Regions from separate parts of the Mus musculus genome. Here region 1 is linked to region 2. A link is a contact called in public HiChIP or PLAC-seq data. All regions are on one chromosome and are shown on one strand. Each heading gives the region's core, a stretch centred on a gene start, on an enhancer-like site or on the middle of the called end of the contact. The rest is flanking DNA. Distances are from core to core; before and after follow the strand shown.

Region 1 (2,752 bases), core at 48-2,547, 1.2 Mb before region 2:
GAGATCCGCCTGCCTCTGCCTTCCAAGTGCTGGGATTAAAGGCCACTAACACCTCCCTCCCAGCTTGAAATAAACATTTTAAAAGAGCCTCCAAGTAATTGTCATTTTTTGAATCTCTAGTATGGATTTATTAATGGCATATATCATAAGGTATATTATTAGTTAAACAATCTAAACACAGATATAACTGACACAAAATGGATCATTTAGAAACACCTTTTAAAAGTCAGGCTGGTGAGATGGTTTGTAGGTAATGGAATTTTATGCTAAGCTTGGTGAGTTGAGTTTAATTCTTAGGACCCACATGGTGGAAGGAGAAAGTGACCTTTGGCATGTTATCCTCTGCCCTCTCCCGATGTGTGTGTGTGTGTGTGTGTAAGAGTATGTATGTGTGTAAGAGAGTATGTTTGTGTGTGAGAGTGTTATGTGTAAGTGAATGTATATGTAAGAGAGTATATTTGTAAGAGACAGTGTGTAAGAGTGTAAGAATCTGTAAGAGACAGTGTGTGTAAGAGTGTTAATGGAGAGTGTGTGTGTAAGAGAGTGTAAAGAATGTGTGTAAAAGACTGTGAAAAAGAGAGTGTGTTGCAGTGTATGTCTGTAAGAGACAGGGAGTATGTGTAAGAGAGGGAGTATGTGAAGTGTGTGTGTAACTGTGTATAAGAGAGTGTGTAACTGTGTAAGAGACAGTATGTTAGAGTGTGTGTGTAAGAGTTTAAGAGAGTGAGCATGTGTAAGAGTGTGTGTAAGAGTGTGTGAAAGAGTGTATGTGTAAGACTGAGTGTGTGTAAGAGTGCATAAGAATGTAAGAGACTGTGTAAGAGAGGGACTATGTATATGGAGTATGTGTGTAACTGTGTAAGATTGTATGTTAAGAGAGGGAGTGTGTGTAAAAGAGTGATAAAAATTAAATAATACAAAGTTTAAAAGTCAACAAGACTGAGTGAGAAACTTCTGAGTAAGTTAGCTGAGTGGAAGAGTTTGAAATTTCCAACAGGCATTAAGGCGAGGACGTTTGTAGCAAATCTGAAAGGGAGGCAAGAGGAGTCTTAGGAAACAGTGCTGCTGTGGCAGACAGGCTGAGGAAAGACGGCCTTCCTCCTCTGAGGAGCAGTGTCTCTGCTTTAGTTATGTTCTAGCATTCCATTTGGAGGGACAACAAGGAGTTTGTGAAACCTTTCCTGTATCTCAGTATAGGTCTGTGGTGGTGTGCGGTGAAGGGGTTACGTGGTGGTTCTGAGTGGTAGAAGGCTGAAGAGGCTCTTTTGTGATGCAACAGGAAGTAACAGGAGGAAGGAAGGAGAAGAAATCCTCACAGGGATATTTCGTCAGTGTCTAGATTGAGGGATAGCAAGAGTATACCTGCAGTGTGGTGAATTCACCAGGCATGGGGAAATGAGAAAGGGGACACTTGCTGTGGGCTCTGTCCTGTGACAATAGTATTCAAAGACTCTTACACTGGTGAAAATGAAACCCAAGAAGCAGGTACTCACTGGGGAGCCAGAGCAGTGGGTGGAAAGCTGGGCAGGGAGCCAGGAAAGGTGTGTGTTTCCCCGGAGTATTGGCCCAGGAGGGAAGGAGCTCGAGGCAGGGCAGCTGCGGCTGTTTGATCCGTGTAGACCACACAATCTGCATGGCAGAGCAGAATCAAATCTGGGATTGGGGAAGTAGTCAGTTTGGCGAGTTACTGTGCCCCCAGTCTCTGCAAAGGTAGAAAAGATTATGTAAATAAGTATCCACGCTAGAGAGAACCACTCTTAATACATTTGAATTTATAATTGAAGTAGTATTTTAGGGACATATAATTGCTTAAAAGTGACTTGAACAGGCAAAAATCCCCAAATGCAGTACATAGTTACGTTTGTTTTGTGGTATTAACTGTTGATGATGCCATAGATGAGTTCTCTCAACTTTCAAGGCATAGAAAAAAAGCAAAGCTTAGAAGCTAGCATGGTGCTGAAAGCAAAACCTGGTGAGAATTACCAGAAATAACCCGCAGCTGAAGCCCACCAGTCAGATGTGCAGACTCTAAAACAGAGCAAATAGAACTGGGCAGTGGTCTCTTACGTAGGACATCTAGGTTACTTCTAATATTAAAGTGGGTGAAGTTTATTATTAGTAGGTCAAAAGAAGGAAACCAAATAATTATTTTAGTAAATACCATGAAGAGATTCCAGATAAAATTTATTACAGAAATTTGCAGTTGTTTTCAATAATCTGTCACTAACTCTTATCTATATCATATGTCAGTATGGTAATGAACTATTAAAAGATGCCAAGTTAGCAAGACAGAGAAAGGACTCCCCATTGAGAGGCGAAATAGCTGGGCTGTGGGGAGTATTGCTAGTGTTGCCCAAAAATGACAAAATATTTAACAGAACCAGATAAAAGGAAAGTGAATAAAATATAGCTGTGTTCCCGTGTCTGTGTGCTTATAGCTGCAAACTTTAGATACACAGCATACCACTTCCTGCTGGAAAAGCGTGTTTTTGTACACAGACATAACCATACATCTGTAGGTTGTCCTTATGGATCTGACACAAACAGTGCATAGAGGGGAGTGGTTCATGTTTATAGGACAGTGAGGACAGGCCCTTTGTTTATAGTTTCTAAGTCCTCACAGGAGCCGCTGGCTCCTTCCCAGGGATGCCTTGTGCTTGCCTTTCTGGCTGTCAGAGAGAAGTAGAAGCTGGCTCCTGTGCTGCTGTAGTAAACGTAAGAAAGGAAGTGAAAGCAGCTTGCCTGCAGTTGC
Region 2 (2,700 bases), core at 37-2,536:
AGTGTTCACGCTCCCTCTTACAAGCAACCGGGTCTCAAGACCTCATTTCTCCCTTCCCAATCAGATGTTCAAATCCTGTAGAATGCACCTCCACATCACTTCTCAATCATTTAAAATTCTTCCTGCCTTCCTTTATCTTGTCTTGCCCCATCCTCTTGGCCCCGACCCCCGGATCAATCTTTCTGTGTAGCCACCGGCCTTGGACTCACTTTCTGATCAGCTTGCCAAGTGTTGGGGGCTCATAGCCGTGTGTCCTCACCGCCCCCCCCGCCCCCCCATAGCTCATCTGTTATTACCGTCTGCCTGGTCTACACAGGACTGCCAGTTTTCAATCTCTAACATCTGCAGGAGTTACAAAGCAAAAAAAGCCTTCATTTCTTCCTTCAAACTTCTAAATCCTAAAACATCAAATATTGCCTTAAACATCAATCCTTACTCTTGGAACTCAGCCATCCCTCACCACCGCCGCCCCCCTCCCTCATTTTTCAGTCGTCTCTGCCACTTGTCAACACCTCCAATCTCATTGTGGAACGCAGCGTCCAATGGCCTCCATCCAAGGCCCCGAGGTCTCCCCGCAAAACCCCACCTCTTCCCAGGCCAAATCCAAAAGCCTCCTCCCTCGCGCTGCCCCAAAGATGCTCGCAGTCCTCGGATCCCGAGTAACATTCTCTTTTTCCACCGGGCCCTAGGGTGATCTGGCGTCTTCTGCGATTCTTTGCTTCGCTCCCCACTGTGTCCCCCACGTCTACACCCGCGGCGGTGACTCGCGCGGGACATCGCCGGGCAGCCCGCACGGCTGGGCGGTAGCGGACGGGTTTGCCGGTAAGCCGCTTAACTTTGCAAAACTAAAGCGGCCCCGGAGGTGCTCCCGCGGGAACCCAAGGCCGTCCGGCTGTTTGCATCTCGTGCAGCACCGCCCTCCCTCGCCGACTGGAGGTCCGCCTCCGCCCCCGGGCCTCCCCACAGCCTGGCGATCCCGCCGCGCGCCGCCCGCGGCGGCCTAAGCCTCCTCCCGGAAGGCCTCCCACCTTCCCGGCTCCGCGACCCCGAGGACCGCGGAGCCGCCGCCTACGCGAGCCGTTTGGACCCTGCGCGGCCCCCGTAGCGCGGCTCCTCCAGCAGGTGGTTCTGGTCCTCCGCAGTCCGTCCCCCGCGGACCTCTCCTCGGCGTCAGCGTCCGCCGCGCTGCGACCCTCGGCAAAGAAGTCCCGCGCGCCGGCCGGCCACGGCGGGCGCCAGGCTTGCGGGTCCGCCCCGCCCCGCCCCGCCCCGCCCTCCGCGCGCCGCCGCCCTCCGCGGGCCCGTTACTGCGGACGCCCCGCGGCCCGCGCCCAACGCCCGGGGGTAGCGCGGGAGCGGCGGGGAGACGGGAGCGGCCGCACCGCGGCGAGGGAGGCCCGGTGAGTCTACGGAGCCTCGCAGCTCGTGGCTGAGGGGACGCGGCCGAGTGCGGCCTGAGGCGGGGAGCGGAGCGGAGCGGAGCCGAGCGGGGCTGAGCCGAGCGGGGCCGGGCGGCGGGAGGGCCGCGGAGGCTGCGGGGGAGTGCGGGCCGCAGGCCTGGTCCGCCGCGGCCGGCCGCGGGAGTGACAGCAGGTGCGGCCGCCCGTTCGGGGCTCCCCGGGGCGCCCACCCGACGCCGGTGTCGCTTGCAGGCTTGGACACCGCGTCTCGGCAGCGGCTGGGGCTCGCCCAGCCCGCCGCGCTCTTTCTCCGGGTACTTCGCGAACAAGTTTTGGAGCACCCGGAACTGCTCGTGCGTGAGATTTGGCTTCGGTTCCCGAAGGAGGAGAGAGGGGCTGCTCGCCGCTCGCCTTCCCTCCCTCCCTCCCAGCAGCCCGAGGTAGATGCGCAGGCTCTCGCACAAGCCCCTGCTGTCGGGGCTTCCAGCAGCTATGCGCGGCGGCGGCGGTGGCAGCGGTAGGGTGCCAGCCTCGGGGTGTCTGTAAACGCGGAGCAGTCGGGGCAAAAGTTTATCCCATTGTCTGCCCCGCTCCCTCCACTGGCGACATTTCTCAAGGGATGTCGGTGGAGAGTTCTAGCGAGAGGCAGAGGCGCTGGAAAAACACAAGCATTGTTCTTCAGCCTCGTCTGTTTATGTGAAGGCGCTTGCGCCCGCCTGTCACGGGAATGAAGTTAAGCTGTAGCTCCAGAAATACTGGAGAAACTGCCGAAAGATGGTAATGCTGTATTGAGAATCTTCCTAGAAAGCCTGGGGTTTCCCTACACTAGCTTATGCCACTAAAATCGGTTAGTCTAAGCCTCTTTAATGTGATTTTTCACTAAAGATCGAAATACACCTGTTTAATATTAACCCTAGGGGCTTCTAGCAATCACTCTAGAGCGAGAACCTACACGTGGATCAGAGGGACGTTGTGTGCAAGTGAAAATCACCTTTGCACTTCATGACTGAATTCCTTAGTACATGTCTGCAGTTTGCTTTTTGTTTTTGTTTCTAAGAGTTCACAACCCACAGAAGTTGAGAGCTTCGGATTAGAAAAGGAAGGCTGCACCTAACCAGTGTGTGTGTTGCGGGGGGGGGGGGGGTGGGGGGGGGTGGTGGAGCTCCGGGTATGCCTTTAAGTTTATGTCATTTTCGATAAGTGTGTTGGAAGCAAAAGTTTCAGGACCGTTGGTCCTCGATCCCTGTAACCTTAAGTTCTAAGAAGTCAAAATGACAGTCAAGCAGCCAAGAAGATGAGG

The links. HiChIP or PLAC-seq counts read pairs in DNA pulled down with a chosen protein or histone mark.
Region 1: a contact with region 2 is called in an H3K4me3 HiChIP or PLAC-seq map of stem cell-derived neural progenitor cells, with 7 times the contacts expected there. The contact joins the enhancer-like site here to the promoter of Gkap1 in region 2. A contact is called at or near these places in 6 of 39 promoter capture datasets (the 3T3-L1 cell line, the C10 cell line, cranial neural crest and 2 more) and 2 of 115 datasets of contacts at active chromatin or transcription factors (embryonic forebrain and stem cell-derived neural progenitor cells).

What each region holds. Positions count from the first base shown.
Region 1 is chr13:59,508,691-59,511,442 of GRCm38.p6, reverse strand. The region is part of intron 11 of Agtpbp1 (ATP/GTP binding protein 1); the gene reads left to right. Among named protein-coding and RNA genes, the nearest start is that of Agtpbp1, 47 kb to the left of the region's middle. Within about 2 kb of position 1,297, at least 98 of the 459 cell types and tissues checked have an H3K27ac peak or open chromatin away from gene starts, as enhancers often do.
Region 2 is chr13:58,272,774-58,275,473 of GRCm38.p6, reverse strand. Gkap1 (G kinase anchoring protein 1) reads left to right here and starts at 1,286. Exons shown (of 12, transcript NM_019832.4): 1 at 1,286-1,400. It overlaps Gm26555 (a long non-coding RNA gene), which reads right to left and starts at 623. Exons shown (of 8, transcript XR_873524.3): 1 at 1-623.